2 separate regions of the Xenopus laevis genome follow, and region 2 is linked to region 1. Evidence: chromatin contacts called from public Hi-C data. All regions are on one chromosome and are shown on one strand. The core of a region is the stretch at or near the end of the contact, and the rest is flanking DNA. Distances in the headings are between cores, read along the strand shown. Region 1 holds the start of glul-like.1.S (glutamate-ammonia ligase S homeolog). Region 2 has its middle 65 kb from the start of glul-like.1.S.

Evidence for each region. A called contact is a pair of places that touch in the nucleus more often than the background predicts.
Region 2: a Hi-C map of the XL177 cell line shows a contact between it and region 1, with 4 times the contacts expected there. The contact joins the enhancer-like site here to the promoter of glul-like.1.S in region 1. A contact is called at or near these places in 2 of 4 Hi-C or Micro-C datasets (the XL177 cell line and the XTC cell line).

The regions. Positions count from the first base shown.
Region 1 is chr4S:79,897,589-79,905,197 of Xenopus_laevis_v10.1, reverse strand. glul-like.1.S (glutamate-ammonia ligase S homeolog) reads right to left here and starts at 3,518. Exons shown (of 7, transcript NM_001087430.2): 1 at 3,358-3,518; 2 at 731-907; 3 at 1-125. The coding sequence starts at 896.
Region 2 is chr4S:79,962,548-79,970,156 of Xenopus_laevis_v10.1, reverse strand. No RefSeq gene overlaps it. Among protein-coding and RNA genes, the nearest start is that of glul-like.1.S, 65 kb to the right of the region's middle. Within about 2 kb of position 2,911, at least 1 of the 7 cell types and tissues checked has an H3K27ac peak or open chromatin away from gene starts, as enhancers often do.

The DNA.
Region 1 (7,609 bases), core at 2,269-4,768:
CACCAGCTTGTTGGGATCCCTTCGAAAAGGATCTCTAAACATTGCAACTGGAATCAGGTACATGTCACTGTTGGATCCCTCAGATTGGTGTGTGCTAGATCCATCGAAGTTCCATTCGGGCAGATCTGTACAAGGTTAGAGCCATATTGTAGGGAGGACAAAACCTTGACCTCTTTTACTGCAGGTAAAGAACCCTACTGAATTTGCAGTTCTCTTTTTCATGAAGTGTAAAATAATATAGACATACAACTAATTGATTACATTTACAGGTAGAATTCGTAAGAGTTTTTATGTTACAGTGTGTTTGGGTGTTGTAAAAACATTTAATATTGGCAAAATTGCAGAGAATTGGCTGTTACTGAGAGCATATTGTTAAACACATCTCAGCATAAAATGAAGTTCATATATTTGCTTGCTTTTATGGTGCACTTGACTAGTAGTCTTACATGCAAAAACATACAGTAAGTAAAAGAGTATAAAAGTGTAAAAGAGAACATTTGCATACAGCAAGGTTCCCAAAAGATCCTTAGGGCCTCATCCCATATAACTGCGTGAAATTAAGTCACTATTCAATTCTTGTCTTGAAAACAGACTGAATCCCTAAAATGTAACTAGTCTGTTGAATGAGTGATACATTTATTTGTTTAGAAGAAGACTCTGCTGTGTTTCTAGGAAGGAAAGAGAGAGAAACAAGACTTGATTGCTTGGCTGTAGAAGGGGAAAATCCCACCTTCTATGGTCTTGGGTTCACTGTCCAGAGTGCGAGTCTTGCAGCGAAGACCCTCCCCGGTCCCATCAATCCAGATGTACATAGCCTGCACCTTATCTCCCTGCGGCAGTTCCAGATACATCTGCTTTATGGCCTTACTCAACTGAGCACTGGCGGAGGTTGCCATGACTGGAGTTGCTGGAAGGAAATGAAAGCAAACAAGAAGATTACATTGAGAGGCACATTTATCAAGGGTCGAATTTCGAATTCATACAAGTTTTTTTAAAACTTCCATAAATTTGACCAATTGAAATTGATTAATAAAATCAAATTTTCTCAGCTCAGACGTATTGAATCGACCTGAAAACTCGAAACTAATTTGATTTGAATTAGAAAAACTCGATTCGAGTTTTTTTCTCCGAAAAAACTCAAATGTCAGGAAGGCTGCAAACATCACCAAATTGATCCATAGACCTCTCCCATTGACTTATACAGTAATCTGGCAGGTATTAGGTGGCGAATAGATGAATTTGAATTCTTAAATGGGCAGAGTATGATAAATCTCGAAATTCGAATTAAAACTTGAATTGAGTTTGGAAAATTCACAACTCGAATTTGAGAGCTTTGACCAAAAATTTGAATTCAAATTTTCACTTCGACCCTTAATAAATCTGTCCATTATTAAGAAATAGTATTCTGCTGAAATTGACAGTTACGAGCCTGCAATAGGTGGATTTTCTGCAAGATTTGATAAAAAGTTACCCTGTATTCTAGCATTATGTATGTTATTTAATTTGAATTCGATTACACCAGTATTTTGGTATGAACTAAATAAGCTGCAATGATTGCAATGGAACTGCTCTGTCTCAGCTTTGTTCTAAAAACAGTTTTCTGTTCCTTAATAAAAAATCATGACTTGCCAAAGAGATTTTTGTATGCATTGCAAAACCAAATGTGACCCCTGGCAACATAGAGCGAATCAAGCAGAATAGATTTGCGGTTGCACCTACAGTACAGCTGGGAGATAGGCAGATGCACTGAGCAGAAAGGAATATGCACACATCGGTAGGATGGACAGACACCCAGAAGATCAGTAGCCAGAAAAGAAAAACAGCTGAACACAACAAAGAGATTAGCTGAGGCATACATTGTGGCATCTGTTACTATGCTACTGTACACAGTATATATCCAACAATGCTGCAAAAGGCACACAAACGCAAGTACAGAATGGGAGGACAAGGTTTGCATAATAAACAAGAATCAGGGACCTCCAGCATACAGCCCTCCTGCTGCTGTTGCACTACCATACCAATGGGCCATTGCAAGTACAGTTCAAAAACAACCAGAGAGCCTCTTTTCTGTATGTTCTTGCCACACTTGATAAAGTGGAAAGCTTTATATAGAGTAACATTGGCAACTGATATCATAAATGTTCTGATGGTAGCCACTGACTGCAAAATAATCTGACTCCTGTATATAACCACTGGACATACAGGTCTGTAGCTTATGTGTAGGAATTGTACGAAATTCTGAAACCACCTTCATTTAAAAAAATATCACCTAGTACACCTAAACTAGTGTACCTATTGTCTTTTATTATAGGATCATTTGGCCCAAAGGGGGCACTGTCTCAATTCAATCTAAGGGTCTCATCAGATGTAGCAGTATCACAGATCCATATACAGTAGATCACAATAATCCGAATAAATGGCACTTCTGGGCTGTTTTTATTGTAGCAGGTAGCTGATCACACACCTACTGCGTTTTGGGATAAACTCCCTTAATCATAGCCTATGATTAAGGGATTTTGTCCTGAAACGCGTTAGGTGTGTGATCAGCTACCTGCTACAATATAACCAGCCCAGAAGTGCCATTTATTCGGATTATTGTGTATGATACAGTGAGGACACTGGAGACTGAGCACCTGGCATAGGGAGAAGTCTGCGGTGAGCTTTTGTTTTTTTAACTTACTATACAATAGAACCCCCATTTTACATTTTTCAGGGGACCAGATAAAAATCATGTAAAATCCAGGAAAATGTAAAATCAGGGGAAAGTATTATGCATAATATGTAGGTGGGACCACAAAACAAAAATGTTAAATGAGGGAAAACTTAAAATCAGGGGATGTAAAATTGAGGTTTCCCTGTATGTTGATAAATATTGGTTTAGCTGGGAAATTTCTTATTAAATATTACCAGGAAAGCAAAATAAAAAAAACATGTTATCCTAAATAGAATGGGTAGGAATGTAGGGGGAGCTACTAGACTACAAGCAAACAGACAATAAAGACTATACAATGGAAAGGGTTAGCGAAGGAAGAAAGGCACTAGATACAAGTCAAAAAGAATTATGAAAGTAATGGTAAAATACAGGTACTATACTACAACCAAGCAGGTCATACAGGCTATAATAGCAGCTTCAGGGCTCATATGTTATAGAAAGAATTAGGCACCTCATTTTACTTGCTATTTTCTATTGTAGAGAATTACACGGGGTGATGGAGACCTGCCACAAACAACAAGAGGGACCCAATAGCTTTATGGCAGGACAAGGGAAGACACAAAGAGAAAGACAGCAACAACCGGCAGAAAGCAGCTGACAGATGCAGAGGGTCAGAGGGAGACACTGACTGGGGCTGCAGGTACCTGGACAGCAGGAAGATGGAGGTGAGGATGCTGGCAATGCAGAGGGCTGTTGAGTTGAAGGATTCAGTTCTATAGCTCAGGATCTCCCATTCTCGCCTTTGCTCAAGCGGCTTCTCCTCACAAATATATTGAGCAGCGAGGGGCCGGCCCACAATGCAGCCATTGGCTCTGACAAACTGGTTCGCTATATGCCAACCTAGCCACGCCCACATGCCACGCAGCCATTGGACACGCGGATAGAGGGGCTGCGCCATAGATACAGTGATACAGTGTACCCCTACTGCACAAGAAAAACAAGCAGGGGGAGGCTGGAAAGCTTAGAGACTGCGATAAGAAAGAAATGGAACAGATAATAGGGAAGATAGTGCTAGGAAAACATCAGTCCCCCAGTCATAATGGGAAAAAAATATACAGAAAGGAGCGAGGAAGACGGAGAGAAACAATACAGAGTGCGAGCGAGGCACGGTTCGGGTGGGGGGATGCTTCTCTACTACACGCTACATACAGTCAGTCAATGTCTGCTGGACAAGACTACAGCTTGAGCCTCTACGTCCTGTCGCAAAATATATCTGCTCCCCCGCTGTCTGGTTCTTCATTGTTTCCTCAGTCCGGTCAGGTCTCTCACCCCCAACCCGCTTTTCCAGTACTGCTCAATCCTGTGTAGGTGGAAGCAACCAAGCGAGAAGACATTAGGGGGCGCCCGTGACGCTTTCAGAGGTGGTTACTGCCAAACACTTGTGTAAAAGCCTGTGTGAGAGGGAAGAAAAAAAACTGCTATAGCAGGAGCGGACAAAACCCATAAAATGTTTTTAGTAAATGTTTATGCGCCTTGTCTTGTGTTAAATCAATGTCAGTCAGTCCGAAAAATGGAATGTAGTCTAATTCCCTTACAGACGGTTGCCATTTTAGTGTTACTGACGTCATGCAGGTCTCATCCTCACACAGAAACAGTCACTCTGACCCTGCCTACTACATTTAAGTTAAAGGAGATGCTCCCCCAGGTGACACATTGGGGTGAATTTACACACACTTTTCTATCATTGTTTTATCATGTCAAGCACAAGTGTGGAGAACTTATGATCCACACACACAGTTTTCTGGCCTACTGTGGTGACTTTACACAGTTTACCTGCATCTTCTACCCAGGGCCCACAACTGTATCATACATTAATATAAGCCTATGGGTCCATCAGGAGGTGATAGATACTTCACCAGGGAAATGTGGTCCTTAAGCAAAAGCATTTTTAATCTGACAAAAAAAAGCCATTAAGGTCTGGACTGGAGGAGCAAATCTGCAGCTGATAGTCAGCCCTTAAACGGGCAACTTTTTTTTACTTTCAGCACACAATGCCTGTAGGAATAGTTTATACGGTCTTAAGCTGGCCACAGACGCAAAGATCCGATTGTACGATCAGACTTTCCCATCTCCCGACCTGTCATTAACCATTCAGATCAAAGTCTTACCATTCCGACCAAATAAAGTAGTAAAGAACAGATCAGCCAATGTGCTAACTCTGACAGCAATTGTACGATAGTTATGTCTGACAAAAGCTAGTGACAGTCTCCCACTGAAAATCGTACGATCGGCAATACACGCAGAGATATTATTGGCTGCCGACAGAAATGTTCTAACCTGTCCGATCGACCAAACGACCGATCTCCGCTGGACGAAAAATGTCGGGACTCTCCACACACATTCCGAAAATCGTACGAATCCTCGAGTCGTACAATGAGATCTTTGCGTCTATGGCCAGCTTTAGGACCAGAAAACTGACAGACAAAGCACTGTTTGGGTGGACCAGCTGTGACCTTAGTTGTAATTTTATGGATTTGAAAACTAAACAATACAGAACCTGTTCGCTTCCATCTATAAGTTTTAATAAGCAGGGCTAGTTTCCCCACTCCCCTTTCCCAGTGATACCACATAAATGTCCAGGCTGGCACTTGCACAAGGTTACTGGGAACTTATACTAACATGCGCATGTGCTTTTCTGGAGTGAGGGGGAGGCTGACCAGATGTGTGCTTGCGAGAGATGTTGTACATGGGAAAACAACACATTTTGTTTAGGGGGTTTACGTCCCCTTTTAATTTGGCCTTCTTTTGGAGGGAAAACAATTAAAAAAAAGGCACTCTTTAGATAGATTTACTTAAATTCTAAATGACATTGCTATTTCCCCTTTAAGTCTTTCCCTGACTGTCAAAAAAATGTTGCTGACAGCCTGGAAAGTGCTTAAAGGGGAACTATCATGAATACAACACTTTAATTTTTTTAAATCTGAACAGATTTTATGTTTTTAGCAAGCAGTAAGCATTACTGACATGTGGTTAAAAAAAATAACCATGGTTCATAAATCTGGCCTTTAATCCCTGAAAGTTCTTTCCTTCAAAGCATTTAGATATAATTGAGTGAAAGTGCCCTGCTATAGATTTCATAGATTTTGTTAATATACATTCTTATTTTAAATAAAGATTAGGTGTAATGCTATTTTCATTTTTGGGCAGGTGAAATATTGCAGGTGAGATCTGGTCAGTGGATCGTGCCATGTGAGCTTACGTAATAAAGGCTGGCTTAGCACCCAGAACACAATGTCCTGTCTCTCTCCTTTTCACTGCAAAGAACTGAATCGGATATAATAGGATCATGTTTACGGGGTGAGGCGGAGTGTATAAAATACAAGGATTCCAAGGAAAGTCTATTGTGGAAGAAGGTGAGGGGCCATCTGCAGACCAGATTTCAAACTGCAGCTTGTTTGTGAGCAGTTCCTTGTGTGGGAATGTCTTGTACTGTTTATAAACCCTGCTGCTGGTAAACAGGCACTGCTCAGTCATATTTATCTGCGTATAATAACAGATAGTTCAGGGATTATGTTTTGAGTACAAGTAACAACAACATGAAACTTAAAACTGCAGAAAGGGTTTTCAAGCTACAAAAATGTTAGTTAAAACATGTTTGTTATTAAGTGCAGGAGTGCTAGTCCCCCTGCTACCAAAGGCTCTTCTACACTGTATACTCCTAACATGCATGTATGTTGAATTCCTGTAGGATAGAGTTTTTTTCAAAATCTTGGGGTCCCTAGTGATTGATAGATATATATCTATCAATATATATATGTGTGTGTGTATTTTTTTCGTTATCTATCATAGTTGTTTAGTATGTGCTGAACAGTTATGATTTATTAGCAACCTAAATATTCCGAAGGCTTTTTTTACAGTGAGAGCTGTGAAGATGTGGAATTCTCTCCCTGAATCAGTTGTACAGGCTGATACATTAAATAGCTTTAAGAAGGGGTTGGATAGATTTTTAGCAAGTGAGGGAATACAGGGTTATGGGAGATAGCTCATAGTACAAGTTGATCCAGGGACTAGTCCGATTGCCATTTTGGAGTCAGGAAGGATTTTTTTCCCCCTCTGAGGCATATTGGAGAGGCTTCAGATGGGTTTTTTGCCTTCCTCTGGATCAACTGGCAGTAAGGCAGATAAAATAAAAAAGGTTGAACTTGATGGACATGTGTCTTTTTTCAACCTTACTTACTATGTTACTATCTATTTGTAAGTGTTTACTTCTTAAAGATTGTATGGCTTCATAGCCACGATAGTAATGCATAAGAGCTGGGGGAATGCTGATTTGCACCCCCTCAGATTACATGCCAGCCAAACAATATGTGGTGGGCTGCGATCCCCTGATGAGTCTCCACAAACTACTCATGCTTGTTATTAGTCATAAGAGATTCACTAAAAAAAACATTAATAATACCCCACGCTAATTCTCGCTCAGAGATCAGGGTGATACAGAGGAAATCGCTCCTGATGAAGAATCGGGTTGCAATGTCCTCTCTTAATTTAGTCATTTGTTAAAATACAGTCATATGAAAAATTTTGTGAACCCCTCTTAATTCTTTGGAGTTTTGTTTATAATTAGCTGAGCTTTCAAAGTAGCAACTTCCTTTTAATATATAATATGCTTTATGGAAACAGTAGTATTTCAGCAGTGACATAAAATTTATTGGATTAACAGAAAATATGCTGTCACTCTTCAAAGCAGAGTCAAACAGAAGCACAACTTGCAATTAGACAGGTGCATACATTTGTGCATCCCAACAGAGATATTACATCAATACTAAGTTGAGCCTCCTTTTGCAAATGTAACAGCCTCTAGATGCCTCCTATAGCATTTGATGAGTGTCTGGATTCTGGATGGCGTATTTTTGACCATCCATACAAAATCTCCCCAGATTTTATATTTGATGGCTG
Region 2 (7,609 bases), core at 1,662-4,161, 66 kb before region 1:
CTACTTGCTTTTTGGCCCTCTTGGTTTCTACTGATTGGATACCAGGCAATAACCAATCAGTGTGCAGCGCTATAATAAACGGACACCACAATTGTGTATATGAGCTACTTTCTTTTGGTGTGGAACCACAAATGAGACCCTCTTTACTCAGGGGTAAGCCCTCGCAGTGAGGTAGAGGCAGGGTGTAATGTAACTGTGTGCATTGCACAAGAGATTGGGCGCCAGTGGTTTTATTTTGCTTAACTGTAAATTGAGGTTATTGACCAAAACCAAAATTCACATCGGAGTATGGAACATAGAATACAACACAGATCAACCAATAGAACAACAGTACCAAATAAATACTGATTCCCTGCAGATCAGGGAATACACAGCAGGGATTTATGCAGCTTGTGAGAAGGTATTTCCCAATCTTCAGGATCACCTTATGTGGAACTCAGAAGACGACGTACTTCCCTGAGTCTAACACTTAGTCCCTACTATGGGGTCAGTAGTACCCGGGAGCTTTGAGCTGCTCAACTACATACCCTATCTATCACTCTTAGAGTGATCTATTAAAGGGTATAACTATCACTTTGCTAAACTCAGACTGAGTTCCACCACCCCTAACCTCTGCTGCATAACAGGTTCAGCAGCAATGGTCGCTGACCACATGGTTTTCAGGCCTTTTATACTGTGCCACAGTGCCATCTAGCATCCACTGTGAGAACTACAGGGATAACATAAGCACAAGGTTCCCATAAGGACCCACTTAGACGTCCATATTACTAAGGATGTGCCTGTCAATAATGTGTAAGGGTGTCTAAATTTTCACATCCCTACAAGTGGAAACCAAGAAAGCTAAAAGCAGGAAGTAGTGTTCTTGCTATTATGTTAGACACTCCCCTTTACTCAGTTTTTGTTTTTACACTAAACTGTTCCTTTAAGCTTAGGGGTTATACACTGCCCTTCGAAGCAAAGGTATGTTTAATATAGTGGCAGTAACAATTCCAGTGTCTAGTGTCTTTTTACCAGTTAAGATGTTGGCTCTACATGACTGACAGTCAGTCAGTTGCTTTTTTTTTACAGCTCTCTGCTGCTTCTAGCCTGAGGCTTGTGCAAATTATATTATATAGAGCATGCGCAAATTCCGTGGTAAAATCATGAGGAATTAACTATTTTTTAAGGAAACAGGTAATATAGGTGTGTATGTATATTTGTATTTACAGTTTATAGCACTACTGATGTGTGTAGCACTGTACAGCAGAACCTTAAATCAATCGAACAGGAGTCAGTAGAATATCAAATACAAGTAAATACGGTCGAATTAAAATTCGATATTCGACCGTCGAAGTTAAATCCTTCGACTTCGAATATCGAAGTCAAAGGATTTAGCGCGATTCGTTCGATCGAACGATCAAAGGATTTTAATCCATCGATCCAATGATTTTCCTTCGATCCCAAATTGGCTACAAAGCCTATGGGGACCTTCCCCATAGGCTAACATTGATGCTCGGTAGGTTTTAGGTGGCGAAGTAGGTGGGCGATGTTTTTTTTAAAGAGACAGTACTTCGACTATCGAAATGTCGAACGATTTTTAGTTCGAACCGTTCGATTCGAAGTCGTAGTCGAAAGTCGAAGTAGCCAATTTGATGGTTGAAGTAGCCAAAAAAAACGCACGAATCCAGGATTCGGTTCGGGATTCGGCCAGGATTCAGGCTTTTTCAGCAGGATTCGGACGAATCCTTCTGCCCGGCCGAACCGAATCCAAATCCTAATTTGCATATTCAAATTAGGGGCGGGGAGGAAAATCGCATGACTTATTGTCACAAAACAATGAAGTAAAAAATGGTCTCTCAGGGACCATGCCATATCTCAAAGAATTATTTACTTTGCATGCAATCCGTATGTTCAATTTATACCCATTTTTTATCACACTACAGAATAAGTTATTAATAATAATTATTATCATCATACATTAACTGCAGAGTGCCCTGTGAAGATTACACAGATTTCATTATAATGTGCTCCTTCTCAAAGCTTTCAGCATGTACCTACTAGCTGAACTACGATTTTTAGCTTCAGTTTTGCTAATCATCAGCATGGTTGATGCTTCATGAATCTTATGATAGTGCTAAATCATTTTTAGGAGACCTGACACCTTACGGAACATTTGGGTTAACAAAGTGAGCCCCCTGTGGTTCTTGTGTTTGTTTTACTGGGTCGAGTTGTGTGCACCTTAGCAGAAAAGACCTGACAACCAAACAATGTAGCAGAAGCAAAGGCTGTGAGAAAGCTATGAAGATCTGAGGCCCTTCTGTTGGTATTTGGCTCTCATATATGACACAATGAAAGGGTTTGTGAGGAAATGCCACTCAAACACTTTAGATTTTCCCACACTGGTTTTTCTTCAAAACTGAAAAAGCAAACAATGCTATTTGCTGAGCTGTGTCTTGCTTAGAGCTCAGGTCTTGCCAACTCTTAATCGCCCCTCATTAGTGAAGAAACAAGAGGCTAACAGCATCACAGCTGGCCTCCTGTTCTCCTCTGATTCCTGTGCCAGCATCACATTATATTCATTCCATGCATGGCTGCCTGTGCTTGTCCTTCCTTCCTTGCATAGACAGGGTTAACTTTTTTCTTCCTGGAGCGATTGCAGCAAATATATTATTTCAGTCTTGTTTCCAGGGAAACAGCACAAAGGCTAAAAGAATGCATAGGTCTGTGACTGTGCTCCTGTGCATATAGATTCAGGGTTCTTGTGTTGTGTACTAAGATCATTGCCAGTGATCCATGCATGAATACATGACTGCAGATGTTTATATACATGTTATCATTAATAACAACAAATGTTAAATACTGATGCGCTCCTTGTTTTCTGAAGATTTCGAATACAAAAACAGGACTATTCAACCTCATATAGCTGCACTACCAACACAGAACACTAGAGGTTGTTAAAGGATGCTTCTTGACTAAAATATTGAAGTACACTGAATACTGGCAGGACAAACAACACTGAAAACAGATTTTCTTCCCTCTTTAATGCTTTTCAGAGCTTCTCATACCTGTTGTCTATACTATGATAGCGTTGTTCCAAGAACATTGTAGAAACTACTGTTTTCAAGCGTGCTTTTCCCAATTACTCATATTTGCACACGTTATAATGTGACTAATCTGAACAGTTCTTAGTAGAGCGAACTTTGTGACACAAACATCACACCAGCTTCCCTGCCAACTTTAAACAGTTGTAAACAAGTCCTTCATAGTAAGCTAACAAAACAGAAAGGAATGCAAATAAGTAACTTGAGAATACATACATTATTGGCCATTTTTAAAAAAGGTAGTACAGTGTCACAAAACTATTTCTCTTTAGAACACTACAACTAATACCTGCTTATCTCAAATTGACAGTACAGTTTAAAAACTGGTTATTTTCTTTCTCCCTTTGTTTCCCAAGAGCAGTCTGCATGCTGACTCTTTTACTTTCTTAATTTGATACAACATTTAATACATTTCTCAGCGGCTTCTCCCCCTAGTGAACATGCTCCCTGACTTGAAATGTTTCCATTACATAATGTATTCCAACATACTTTATTTCAGTGCTCTTATAGTTTAGGGGAAAAACATAAATAATAGCAAACTTTACACTAAGGGGCCGATTCACTAACTTCGAGTGAAGGATTCGTAGGTAAAAAACTTAGAACTTCAAAGTTTTTTTGGGCTACTTCGACCATCGAATGGGCTACTTCGACCTTCGACTACGACTTCGAATCGAACTACTCGAACTAAAAATCGTTCGACCATTCGATAGTCGAAGTACTGTCTCTTTAAAAAAAACTTCGACCCCATAGTTCGCCATCTAAAAGCTACCGAAGTCAATGTTAGCCTATGGGAAAGGTCCCCATAGGCTTGGCTAACTTTTTTTGATCGAAGGATATACCTTCGATCGTTGGATTAAAATACTTCGAATCGTTTGATTCGAAGGATTTTATCGTTCGATCAAAGGAATTATCCTTCGATCGTTCGATCGAACTATCTGTGCTAAATCCTTCGACTTCGATATTCGAAGTCGAAGGATTTTAATTCCTAGTCGAATATCAAGGGTTAATTAACCCTCGATATTCGACCCATAGTGAATGGGCCCCTTAATTACACTTACTACATTTAGCAGTGTAATATCCTTCATCAGAGATTGGTAGATTACTTTGTGACTTTTAAGTCAAGACTTGCTTGAAGGATATGTAAACTTTTAAACCAGAACAGCCCTCTTTCTTTCTCCTGACAACTTCCTTGACTACTTGATGGTCAGACTGGTCTGAAACTGACCAGCAGGTGGCACTGTTGTAACAAAATTCATTCATATTAACAGTACATTTATGCCTTAAAGGGGTTGTTCACCTTCCAAACACTTTTTTCAATTTAGTTGTTTTTAGATTGTTCCCTAGAAATAATGACTTTTTCCAATTACTTTCCATTATTTATTTTTTACGTTTTTTCCAAAATCTAAGTTTAAAGTTGAATGTTCCTGTCTCTGGTGTTTGAGTCTGACAGCTCAGTAATCCAGGTGCAGATTCTGAACTGTTACAATTTTGCAACATTTAGTTGATCCATTTCTCAGCAGCATCTCTGGAGTATTAGCAACAATTGTATCAATTCTAACAGCTGCCTGTAACGAAACCCAGAGATTCTGCTCAGCAGGGACAAAGATAAGAAATGTATCAACTAAATGTATCAATTTAGAACAGTTTACAGGATCGGCGACCCCCCCTCCCAGAGCTGCTTCAGAAGGAGAGAAATGACACTTTATACTTCAATATTAGAAAAACCGTGACACATAGAAAATAGAAAGTCATTGGAAAAAGTCGTTATTTCTGGTGATCTATCTGATAACAACTAGTTGTTTGAAGGTGAACAACCCCTTTAATATCTTGGAATGAAAAAAAATAATGATAAATGTAAATTAGCAAAGTGCTTAGAATAGCATTCCCATCAATTTTACATTCCCCTATTTTGAAGGTTTACTTATCCTTTAAGACTAGTGGCACACTATGTTGCTTTTCTGCATAGAAATGCAGGCAGAGAAAAAGTTAATTAAGATAGATCCGTTCCCATCCGCTCCTTGCTGTAAATGCACTGAAAGGCACAGCATTGGTCTGGGTGCACATGGAGTGGATTTAAATACAAAGATGCTTATTTTTGGGTTTCCATGCTAAAATCCACTGTGTGTGTGCACAAAGGCCCACACTGGCCTGTCAATGAACTTACAGCAAGTAGCGGATGGGAGTGGATTGGGGGTTTTTTTGTTTGTTTTTTTTCCTGGTGTGCTATTGCACTTTCACCACAACCATGCTCTGAACTGGACCTAGCCCAATGAAAGAAATCTCTGGTCCAAACAGTGACAGCCACTACAGGTCAACTGTTAAAGGGATCCTGGAAAACATGTTTTTTTTTCAAAATGCATCAGTTAATAGTGCTACTCCAGCAGAATTCTGCACTGAAATCCATTTCTCAAAAGAGCAAACAGACTTTTTATATTCAATTTTGAAATCTGACATGGGGCTAGACATTTTGTCAATTTCCCAGCTGTCCCTGGTCATGTGACTTGTGCCTGCACTTTAGGAGAGAAATGCTTTCTGGCAGGCTGCTGTTTTTCCTTCTCAATGCAACTAAAGGAGTCTCAGTGGGACATGGGTTTTTACTATTGAGTATTGTTCTTAGATCTACCAGGCAGCTGTTATCTTGTGTTAGGGAGCTGTTATTTGGTTACCTTCCCATTGTTCCTTTGTTTCGCTGGAGGGGAAAAGGTAGGGGGGTGATATCACTCCAACTTGCAGTACAGCAGTAAAGAGTGATTGAAGTTTAACAGAGCACAAGTCACATGACTTGGGGCAGCTGAGAAATTGACAATATGTCTAGCCCCATGTCAGATTTTAAAATTGAATTTAAAAAAATCTGTTTGCTCTTTTGAGAAATGGATTTCAGTGCAGAATTCTGCTGGACCAGCACTTTTAACTGATTCATTTTGAAAAAAATGTTTTTTCCCATGACAGTATCCCTTTAAGAAGGAATCTCTTTATAATATCGTATTATTTTTTAAACATGTAATCTTTTTTCTAGAATCGGTCTCTACGGGTGTTATTGTGGCACATAAAGTATTGTGGTTGTAATTTTTCAGTACTAGTCTGATTATTTCCTTTTGTACTCTGCTGAATCACATGACAAGGGGACTCCTCAATTTGACCCTTCACCTTGAGCTAACCCACTGGACCCCATTATTACATACCTTAATGAAACCAGGAGACAGAGGTGGGTGTAAAATGGCCACAGCATTTATTCACATTTTATTAAATAAATAGGACCTTGCCAGCTTAACCCAAGGCAATATTCTAAAGCCAGAATTTAACAAGAGATCGCTACTATGCTCTGCCGCCAACATGAGAGAAGTTCAGCAGCCCTGCTGCCGGACCTGCATCTGCATCTAGGCTGCCCCCTAGCACAAGTAGTAGTAGCGTCTGTATCAAGCAATCCACCGTGCAGTCACAGGAGAGAACCTCCTTTCTCCCTCTTCTAAACTTACCTGTGCAGTACTCTGGCAATGTCCTACCGCCACAATGAGCCGACTGAAAACCTTCAGTTGGGCTCGCCCCACCATATCTTAATATTAATTTTTTAATAAATAATATCATAGAAAATTATGATACACATATTCTATGTGTACAAAATAGATTCCTTTTTTAAATACTTTAAAATAATAATGACTGTGTGCAACTGCCTGCAAAGGCAGCCACTCTCCTCTGGATGTATTTTGCTTGGGCAAGTTAAAGCCATGCAAACTTACTAGTAGGTTGCCTGTCATATAAAAAGACAAAGCCTAGGAAAACCTAGGAATTTGTAGTATTATCTTGCCGCAACTTACCATTCATTCTGCCCCATGTGTTGGACTAGGATGTTTACACAGGCAATTTTGTTTCATCCTGGATACCAAATGTACTTTCTTATTAATAATGGAGTGATGGTTGACCTGCCCCATCTGCTCCAGAGGCCCTAAGCTCAGAGGGTAAAATCACCAAACCACCTTGCCATGTTACTTCCCTAAAATCCCGTCCACTAAGTAGTGGCCTCCCCCAGCCACAAGTGTCCAGCTCAGAGGGCCAGCATTAGAGGGTAAGGTCAACTAACCCCTTTTCCCATGCTACCACCTTAGCAACCCCTCCCAACTACATAGACCTCCCTCCAGCCGCAAGTGCTCAGGTTAGAGGGCCCAGCTTAGAGGGTAAGGTCTCCCAAGCACTTTGCCTAAAGTCTTGATATTATGGTCACTGTAGTGACAATTAATCATAAAGAATACTGATAACCCTGTCATGACTGGGATGGGGGCCAATAATTTCTCGCTCTCGTGTACTCTCATTTGCCTTCCTCCCCATATAACCTGAGCTTTCCCAGTACCCTATGAACTAAAACCTAGGGGTTCCTATCAGAGTGGTAGTAACCCAAAGTGTAACCCTAAAAGTATTTCTGGTAGTTAGATGCTCATTGTAACAAATTTCCAGCTATGCAATCATTTTACCCTAGATGTGGCCTCTAAATGTGTTAGCTGCTGTACTACATTACCTTATTCCTCCAAGGGTAG